Regions from separate parts of the Zea mays genome. Here regions 1 and 2 are each linked to region 3. A link is a contact called in public Hi-C data. All regions are on one chromosome and are shown on one strand. Each heading gives the region's core, a stretch centred on a gene start, on an enhancer-like site or on the middle of the called end of the contact. The rest is flanking DNA. Distances are from core to core; before and after follow the strand shown.

What was found. Hi-C and Micro-C count contacts between places; a contact is called where the count stands out from the background.
Region 1: a Hi-C map of tassel shows a contact between it and region 3, with 5 times the contacts expected there. The contact joins the promoter of LOC100280194 here to the promoter of LOC100283897 in region 3. A contact is called at or near these places in 7 of 25 Hi-C or Micro-C datasets (bundle sheath, ear, leaf and 3 more).
Region 2: a contact with region 3 is called in a Hi-C map of ear, with 2.3 times the contacts expected there. The contact joins the promoter of LOC100283891 here to the promoter of LOC100283897 in region 3. A contact is called at or near these places in 4 of 25 Hi-C or Micro-C datasets (bundle sheath, ear, leaf and 1 more).

What each region holds. Positions count from the first base shown.
Region 1 is chr10:31,497,170-31,499,869 of Zm-B73-REFERENCE-NAM-5.0, forward strand. It overlaps LOC100280194, which reads right to left and starts at 1,275. Exons shown (of 7, transcript NM_001361028.1): 1 at 1,094-1,275; 2 at 1-36. The coding sequence starts at 9.
Region 2 is chr10:32,236,793-32,239,492 of Zm-B73-REFERENCE-NAM-5.0, forward strand. It overlaps LOC100283891 (Glutathione S-transferase), which reads right to left and starts at 1,272. Exons shown (of 10, transcript NM_001412677.1): 1 at 1,083-1,272; 2 at 886-981. The coding sequence starts at 967. It also overlaps the pseudogene LOC103640998.
Region 3 is chr10:31,763,474-31,766,173 of Zm-B73-REFERENCE-NAM-5.0, forward strand. LOC100283897 reads right to left here and starts at 1,324. Exons shown (of 5, transcript NM_001370562.1): 1 at 1,041-1,324; 2 at 923-955. The coding sequence starts at 1,149.

The sequences.
Region 1 (2,700 bases), core at 25-2,524, 270 kb before region 3:
AGTCCCCATCTCCAGTCTGGAAAGACACTGACTTGTCTGACAGAGAGCAAAACAGTAAATATTAAGTGACATCACCATGCTGGAAAATAACTGAGATATGTTCACTGCAAACAATTTTAAAGTGTTCTACAATTTAAAGTAGGTGCAGATTACAAAGATGCATAGCTGATACATCTTATCTTAAGAACGTGAAAATTCAGTATAAAGCAGTGAACACAATTTCAGCTTCCGAAGCAGCATGCTCAATCTGCAACTTGGGAAGGAATGCATATCAAGAACAGGAAGGCGCACATGATTGGGGAGGGACAAAGAAACTACAGTCTAGTACCAAGAGGAAACAACTAGATTGAAAAATTATCTGTCCTAATTCATTCTACAAAATGTATAACACTGTTCTAACCATCTATAGGTAGATTGCTGAGTCAGACCTTGTTCAGTTATTCCCCATTTCACCTTACCGAAGGTTATTTACATTATGTTACAATAAGTTCTCAGGTAATATAGAGAAAATATTTTGGGTCTTTTAAGAAGAAATTATAAAAAAATGGCGAAAGAAATATCATACCAGTATGCCATTTTATCTGATGCTAAATTGAATGGTCATCATCATTTCAAAAGCATAGAAAGCACTGAAAACCCAAATAAAAGAGCGATATGTGTGTGATATGCTGATGGGTATCCGTGGTAAATAAAAATCATAACCAAAGATCATGAAAAAATGCTACGGGCAAAACATGAAACCGAAGTGGTTGCAACCAGATTTTTTTGGGATGGATTTGATGCAAAAGAGAGAAGAAATGATTTCGTATATAGTTTATTCCACAATCTGGAAAGGGAAGGAGAAAATCAATACGCAGATTCTAGGAAGAAAGAAAAACGACACCAGGAAGAGAGACGGGATGAAATGAATGTTGGATGAAAGGGAATCTGAAATACTTTTTGAGAAATGGCCGACGAACGCAGTGCAGCCGCTAACCATGCAAGAATCAATCCCAGGAACCACCAGGAGCTGGAGCACAAAGCACTACAGCAGCATTCCGCCACCAAGATCCAAAACGTGCTTCGAAGAAAAAAAAAAGGAAGAAGGACTCACCGGCAATCACGGAGGCCGCCAGGTGGGATCGACCAACCTGCAGCGCGCACGGGAAAGAGGGAGCACGAGCAGTTCGGACTGGTCCTAGTCCTAGAAAGGCATCAAGGCGTCGAAAAAGGAGGCGCCTTTGGAGGTGGAACCTACATCCATCGCCATCGGGCAGTGAATGTCGGAGGAGACGGAGATTCGAAGTAGCACGCGGGCGGATTTTAAAATCTTCCTCACCACCCCTGCTGTCACAGCTCGCGGTGTTCCCTCTGCACCACAGTACATTTTGTCGGCTGACACAGAATAAAATGCAGCAGAAATTAATCTCTATTTCAAACAATTGTGGGGATGTTCCTAAAACATTCATATGTCAAATCGAATATTTTTAATATAGATATAAATCATGTTACAAGAATAAAATTTTGTATAATTTTTGTGTGCATTATTTTCTCACTATAATAAAAAAAAGTACAAAAACATCTGAATTTGTATTCATATCTATATCCAAATTTTATATCAATTATTTAAAAAAATATAGAACAAATTTAAAGATTACTCTCTATGAATATTAATAGGCTCAAAGCTAAAAACAACTAAAACAAGAATATAAATTTATATAGCAAATTCTATATGTTATTTGTTTAGAGTCCAACAAAAAAGACAAAAAAATAATATCGAAATAAGTATCCGGATCCATCCCTGCTTATTTGGTATAAGTTATGGAGTTAGGTTCAAAAATATTAGTTGCGGTGTGAGTTTGAATGAAATGTGAGAGCTTTACTAGTAAGAGAGTTAGTGTTAGACTTGTTGCAAAGAAAAAATTAAAGATTGACATAATCAAGATGCCATAGCCAAAGCCCAAAAAAATCTAATTGCCAAGCTAAATAATTATGCTACAAATCATTGCCAAAAACAAATGCTATGAATTCCAATAACCAGGTCGACTATTTTGAGCAGCTTGCAAGTCATTTCACAAGGCCTTTCACCAATGAACAAATGGAAGCAATTATGGAGCTGGCAAACTAGGGAAAAGAGAAGGAAGGGACCAAGAAGAAGGGTAGCAAGGTGGTACCGTTCAAGGTTGCTATGGGGAACTGAGTCATTTTTTAATATTTTGGTGGGTTTAGTGCGTTTGTCTGTGGGTCGTCCAGTTTGTAATGAGGACTGCATTGTTTGGCAGTTTGGCGTCTGGGTAGTGGATCCCAATTCCTTGGCTACCACTGCATGTGTATCCGTCTGTTTTCAGTTTGGTTGTAAGGTGTGTGTTGTTCCTTTCTAGAACAATGATGCATGTTGTCTATGGAAGGATGGTCCGAACCTGTGTTCGTTTTACTGTCTTCCTATTGTGACATTTTTTTAAGTAGAGGAGCCCCTTTTGGTTAATGAGTACCAACTGCACTATTCTCTCTTGGAACATAAGGGGGTTGAATGACCCAGCTAAACGGGAAAATGTGAAGCAACCAATCCTCTCATCAGGAGCAACCATCGTTTGTCTCTAGGAGACAAAGATAATAAACTGGAATAACAACTTGCTAAGGGAAACTGTGGGCTGCAAGCTAGCATCTTAGACTGTCCATTTGCCATCTCTCGGATCCTCGGGTGGAATCCTAATTGCCTAT
Region 2 (2,700 bases), core at 22-2,521, 470 kb after region 3:
ATGCATTTCTCACAAGCTATACAGCCAAAAGAGAGGTGAAGATTTGCACTAATCAAGATCAACTTGTTTTTGTTGGATAAGGTCTCGGACTCGGTCAAGGGACCTAGCCTAGAACGACCTTGTGCCCTGCTCCCGTGGTTGTGGCCATTGATCACAGACGCTATATTAATGAGGCAGGGGACGGCATGCAAATCAACGCTTCTGCGCTTTCGCTAATTCTAGCTGCCACATACCAGGAAGGACTTGATCTCCTATCTAGTACCACAATGACTGAAAATCGCCGAATCCATCCATGGTGCATGTAGATCCTAACAATACTATGCCGCTGGCCGCCGATATTCTACCCCAAGGTCTAAACGCGCAACGAGGACGAGAGACGAGTCAGGATGGAGGCACTCAACTACCAAATCCATCTATAACCCTAACTACCATCTCCCCCTCAGACCCGAAGGCATGGTTGCCATATTCTCTCTCCCTCCTTTATCTCATTAGCACACAAATCATAAGTCCATTAATTTACCAGAAAGAACCTAGATGGGTTTAGAGAGAAAATCGATTAGTTCCTAACCAGAAAGAATGTTCTATCAGCTTTATCCAATAGAACAAGGGACCTGGTATAACAGGAGCCATCCCTGTGGCCAGGACACTGGAGCCCAGAGATTCGGACAAACCCCAAAGGTACTGCCTGTCTAAAATCAGGGTGGCCTAGTATCTAGCCATCAAATTCCCCTAAAATCTGTCGAACTGATTAATAGATCAAGAAAAGGTCACATTGTCCCCAACTCCCCATCTCCCGGGAACGAGACGTCGAGACCCCCTGTTTTGGGCAAGATTCGCCGTCATCTATGGAGCAGGAAACAAGCGCCAGCGGTTTGATCCAGTTACCTTTGAGGTTGAGGGCGATCCGGACTCGGAAGGAGCAGGAGCTGATCCACGCGCTATACAAGATGGGCTTCGAAGCCGCCATGGCCGCAACGCCTCCTGCTGAGACACAGCTGATTGATGAGCGAGGCCAACAATGGACCAAGGATGCTTGCCTTGGAGTTAGCTACCGTTGGAAGCGCAGACAAAGAGAGAAGTACCAAAACGGCCGGCAGAAGCGGGGTTGTTTGTTCGGGACCGGATAAGAACACGACAGTGCTCGATTTTGACGAAATGACGTAGGGAACGACTTTGACACTTTGGAGACGTTGACAACGGCCAAATGCCGCAAACGTCGGTATGGACATGATCTACCCATTAGCCGCTGGGGACACTTTGGAGATGGTACTTGAGCTCACACCGTTAGCTACCCACGAGCTTTATCGTCGCTCTCCTCCTTCCTGATTTCTCCCCCTCCGTAGAAACCCTAGGTGGCGCCTCCTTGCAATGGAGCGTACTTCTACGGTCGAAGTTGTAGCCGAGGTTGTTGACGTGGCTCGTGCCGCTGCTGCTGCTGTGGAGGCGCGTTGTGTGGCCATTGCCGCGGATAAGGAGGCCAGCGTGGCGGTGCGGTATTGCTGTCGACAAGGTCGAAGTAGTCATCGAAGCTGTGAAGAACTCAACTACTGTTGAAGCTAACTTCATTGATGGTTCTTGATAATTATTCTCAATCTCTTTTATTTTTGTGGAGATCCTCAATGGGTGCAGAAGATGTATTTTGTGAAGCATGGTAGATGCAGGCAAAGGAGAACTGGGAGGGCGGTGGCCGGATGAATCATATCGTGCAAGGTTATTAAAATGATAAAATATTGAAACGCTAATGGATGAAGTTTTAACTTTTAAACAAAGTTTAAACGTAGTTTAAAACAATATAGGAAAAATCAAAATTACTGACAATAACATAAAGTTGTCATCTCATTCTTATTGCCCTGATTTGCCTTTCATCTAAATTGCTACATCAATCACATTGTGGTCTAATTTCTTGAAGTTTGTGGAGTAACTGCGTACAGAGATATCTAGGGCTCGTTTGGCAGCCTGGTGAATTGCACACCGGCCAGCTACAACCAGCGGGGGCAATACCTGCATTACCTGTCCTACGTGTGGTGCAGTCCTGTGGGGCATAGGTTCCATGTGTCCATTTGACAAAGATTGCTGTAGGTAACAGACAAGCAGTGCAAGAGGGACAAACATGCACTTGGTGATGGAAAAAAGAATAAATAGAATATGTGTTAGAAGAGATATGTGTTAGAAGAGTATAAATAGAACAACTCCATGCACAGTATAAATAGAATAACTCCAGACATATGTATAAATGAACGTATAAATAGAATAACAGACTTAGTAATAAAAAGAAAGTAGAGCTGGACGTTTGAACACACATGTATTCTAAATTTTTATGAACCAGTGAATTATGAGAGTGTGTACATATGTATCAGATCCACAATATGTATTAGAACCTACATACATATTGATGGAACAAGTAGAACAGTTCTTAACTCCATACAAATTGTGGTTCGAGTAAAAATTCTAGAGAACTTGAAAATTCAGAATAGCGCCTACTAGCAGAACAAAATAATAGCTTGATTTCATCCAAAAGACAGCAGATAGCACCCAATAGCAATGCTAATACTACTTAGCCAGCTAGCACATGGTGAGAGAGCAAATAAAGCCAATATTCCTATATGCTTAACATGAAGCGCCTCTGACTGATGCTCCTGTGGCAAACCTCGATTTTCTGCAAGGAATAAAAACAACAAACTTAGAACTTTTTTTAGCATG
Region 3 (2,700 bases), core at 74-2,573:
CTGTGCTAAGCATTTAATAATGTTGCAATTTAATGTGGAACAGATTTTGATCCCATGCATCTGTGGGAACCAAAATCATAAATGTGACCTTAATAACCAACATACTCCCTCCATCCCAAAATAAATCAGATTCTATTCTAGCCACGTATCTAGACAAAGCTTTCTGGTCCAATAAGCGACGGGGTACATGCATTTCTTTGCCAACTCCTGTCACCATCAACTTAAGTGGGCATTGACAAAGTGGGAAATAAGGTGCAGTGACGAAGTGTTTGCAATACTTCCATAGTTCCATTGCCAAAACAGAGTAATTTCGGTATCCAGAAACGAAACCAATGTTGACTTCCAGGAAAAAGAAATGCTATCCTGAGTCCTGACACTCCCACTACCTGACATCAGTGACTCACTGACAAAATATTCCGAAAATGCCCCTCGGTACAGTTGCAGCAGATGTCGTTGTCCGGGAGCATAACAGTAAATCGACAGCCGCACGACTTTTGGAGATGACTGGCCGGCCGTGCGGTCGACCAGCTCAGAAGATAAGGATTCCCTCACCCACCCACCTTTCCGCTTTCCCACCCCCAGATGAATAGCACAAGGAGTAACTAGAACGTCGCGAAACCGAAAGCAAAGCTCAGCGCTCAGCGGTTGTCACCAGCAAGATCGGAGCAGAAATTCCGCCGCGAAATAGCCTCCCAGGGCGCACCAGAACCAATGAATGGGCGGAGGTACGTAATAAATTAAGTGAAAAAACACCGGAAAATCAGCGGACTAAGTGCCCCCCAGATCGGCTTTGTGGAGAGAGGTAGAGAGCTATCCCTAACTGCAAAGCAAACACGGTCCAAATCCGTCTAGTAGCATCTGAACCCGCACCCCCAAAATCAAAACCCTAGGAAACCCAGCCGGATCGAGGGAGCAGGCTCACCTGGGTCGCACATCACGTAGAACTTCTCAACATCTGAAGCGACAGCGGGAAACTAGTCAATACAGAACTCTGAGCCGGAGGGAGAAAGTAACGCAAGCGAAGGAGATGCGGGCATTACCGGTGGTGAGCGCCCTGATTAGGCCGGCCTGGCGCGCGCGGTAGTCCCGGAAAACGTCCTCCGGCGAGCGCGGGACCGGCGTGCCAGGGAAGCCGGCTCCTCCGTCCATTCGTCCCCGGAGCTTGGTCAGGGAGGCGTAGGGTTTTGGGAGGGAAGAGCGAGGAGGGCAAGCTGGGGATTACACGAGGACGAGACGAAGAATCGATTGGAAGGAGTTGGGAAGCGTCGGCGCTGAGACAGAGAAGAGAAGACTTTTCTTGGAAAGAAAAGAGAGGAGATGGGTCTCCTACGTTTGGTCGGGCGCAGGCGCAGCCGCAGTCGCGGGCCTTCCAATGAGTCCGATAGTTTGCGGCCCTATTTGGCACGGCACTGACCTCGCGGTCCATGAATGTGGGTTTTTATTCCTCGGCTCAAATTTATTTACCATCAATAAATATTTTTTTGTATTGGTATGTTTGAAACCACACTGGTTTTTTAAAAACCAGTTTCTATTTCGAGTTTCTAGAAACTGGTTAATCAAAAGAGTTGGGTGAATGTGTTTGGAACTTAATTTCTAAGAAACTAGTTTCTAGTTTTTTTATACACAATTATTAGCATACCCTTCCTCTATTTAAAAAAGTGGTGACAATATATGTAAATTCTATGAAATCAATAAGGGCATGATGTAATTAAACAAACAAGAGTTGGTTTTAGCTAGGGGAGATCGGGAGAGTAGATTCTTGATTTTTAAGAAACTCGAATCTAGTTTCTATAAACTAAGACATAGACCCTGTTTGGTATAGTTGTTGTTTGTTGAAAAAGCAGCTTATATGTGAAGCTAACTACTGTAGAAGCTCCATGTTTGGTACAACTTCTGCTTAAATCTATGAAGAAGCTAAAAATAAGTTGTGCCAACACGACCATAAACTGGTATGTTTGGAACCACTCTAGTTTCTATGAACCAGTTTCTTAAAAATTGGATGCTTCCAAACAGGCCAATAGTATACGTTGCGATTTCTGATTTTGATGTTTGTTCTGATGTTCTCATTTCAATACTATAGTGTTATATAGTGTGTGCTAATGTTATGATTCTAGAAAGGACAGGGAAGGGGAGTGTGAAGGATAAATATCGCCCGGGTTGCCACGACCCGTTTACGGTCTGTGGGCTGTTATAAAGGCCTTAATGTGCAAGGCGTGCAGGCTGACAAACTAGTCAAACACGCGACCAAAAGCAGGCAAAAAAGTGGTATGTGGGCTCGAAGACGCGTGAACCGACCCCGCGCATGCAGAGGACGTGACTTCCTTCCCAAAGACTCGCTGACTTCGAGATAAGTCGGAGTCAATTTTGGGGATAGAGAGGGGGTTGTAACAATCGTGCGGAGTGTGTGAATAACTCGGGTTCTGCCGACATAAGGCAGAAGAGGCACCCCTATGAAAATCAGAGATCTCCTAGTAGGCATAGTCATCTTCAATACCATCATCAGCTTCACCATAGGATAGGTTTTCCACTTTGGATCCTTCTCCTACATCGTGGACCGGAAGGGCGCCCTACTCCGCTTGGCGGACGCAGGGAAGGAGGTCTAGAGGTCTCACACCACCACCTCGACATAGAAGAAGTCCTCGTCGTGGCTCAGGGCGACCTCGGCAACGATCGTGGCTAGACCTTAGGTGGTCACGACGT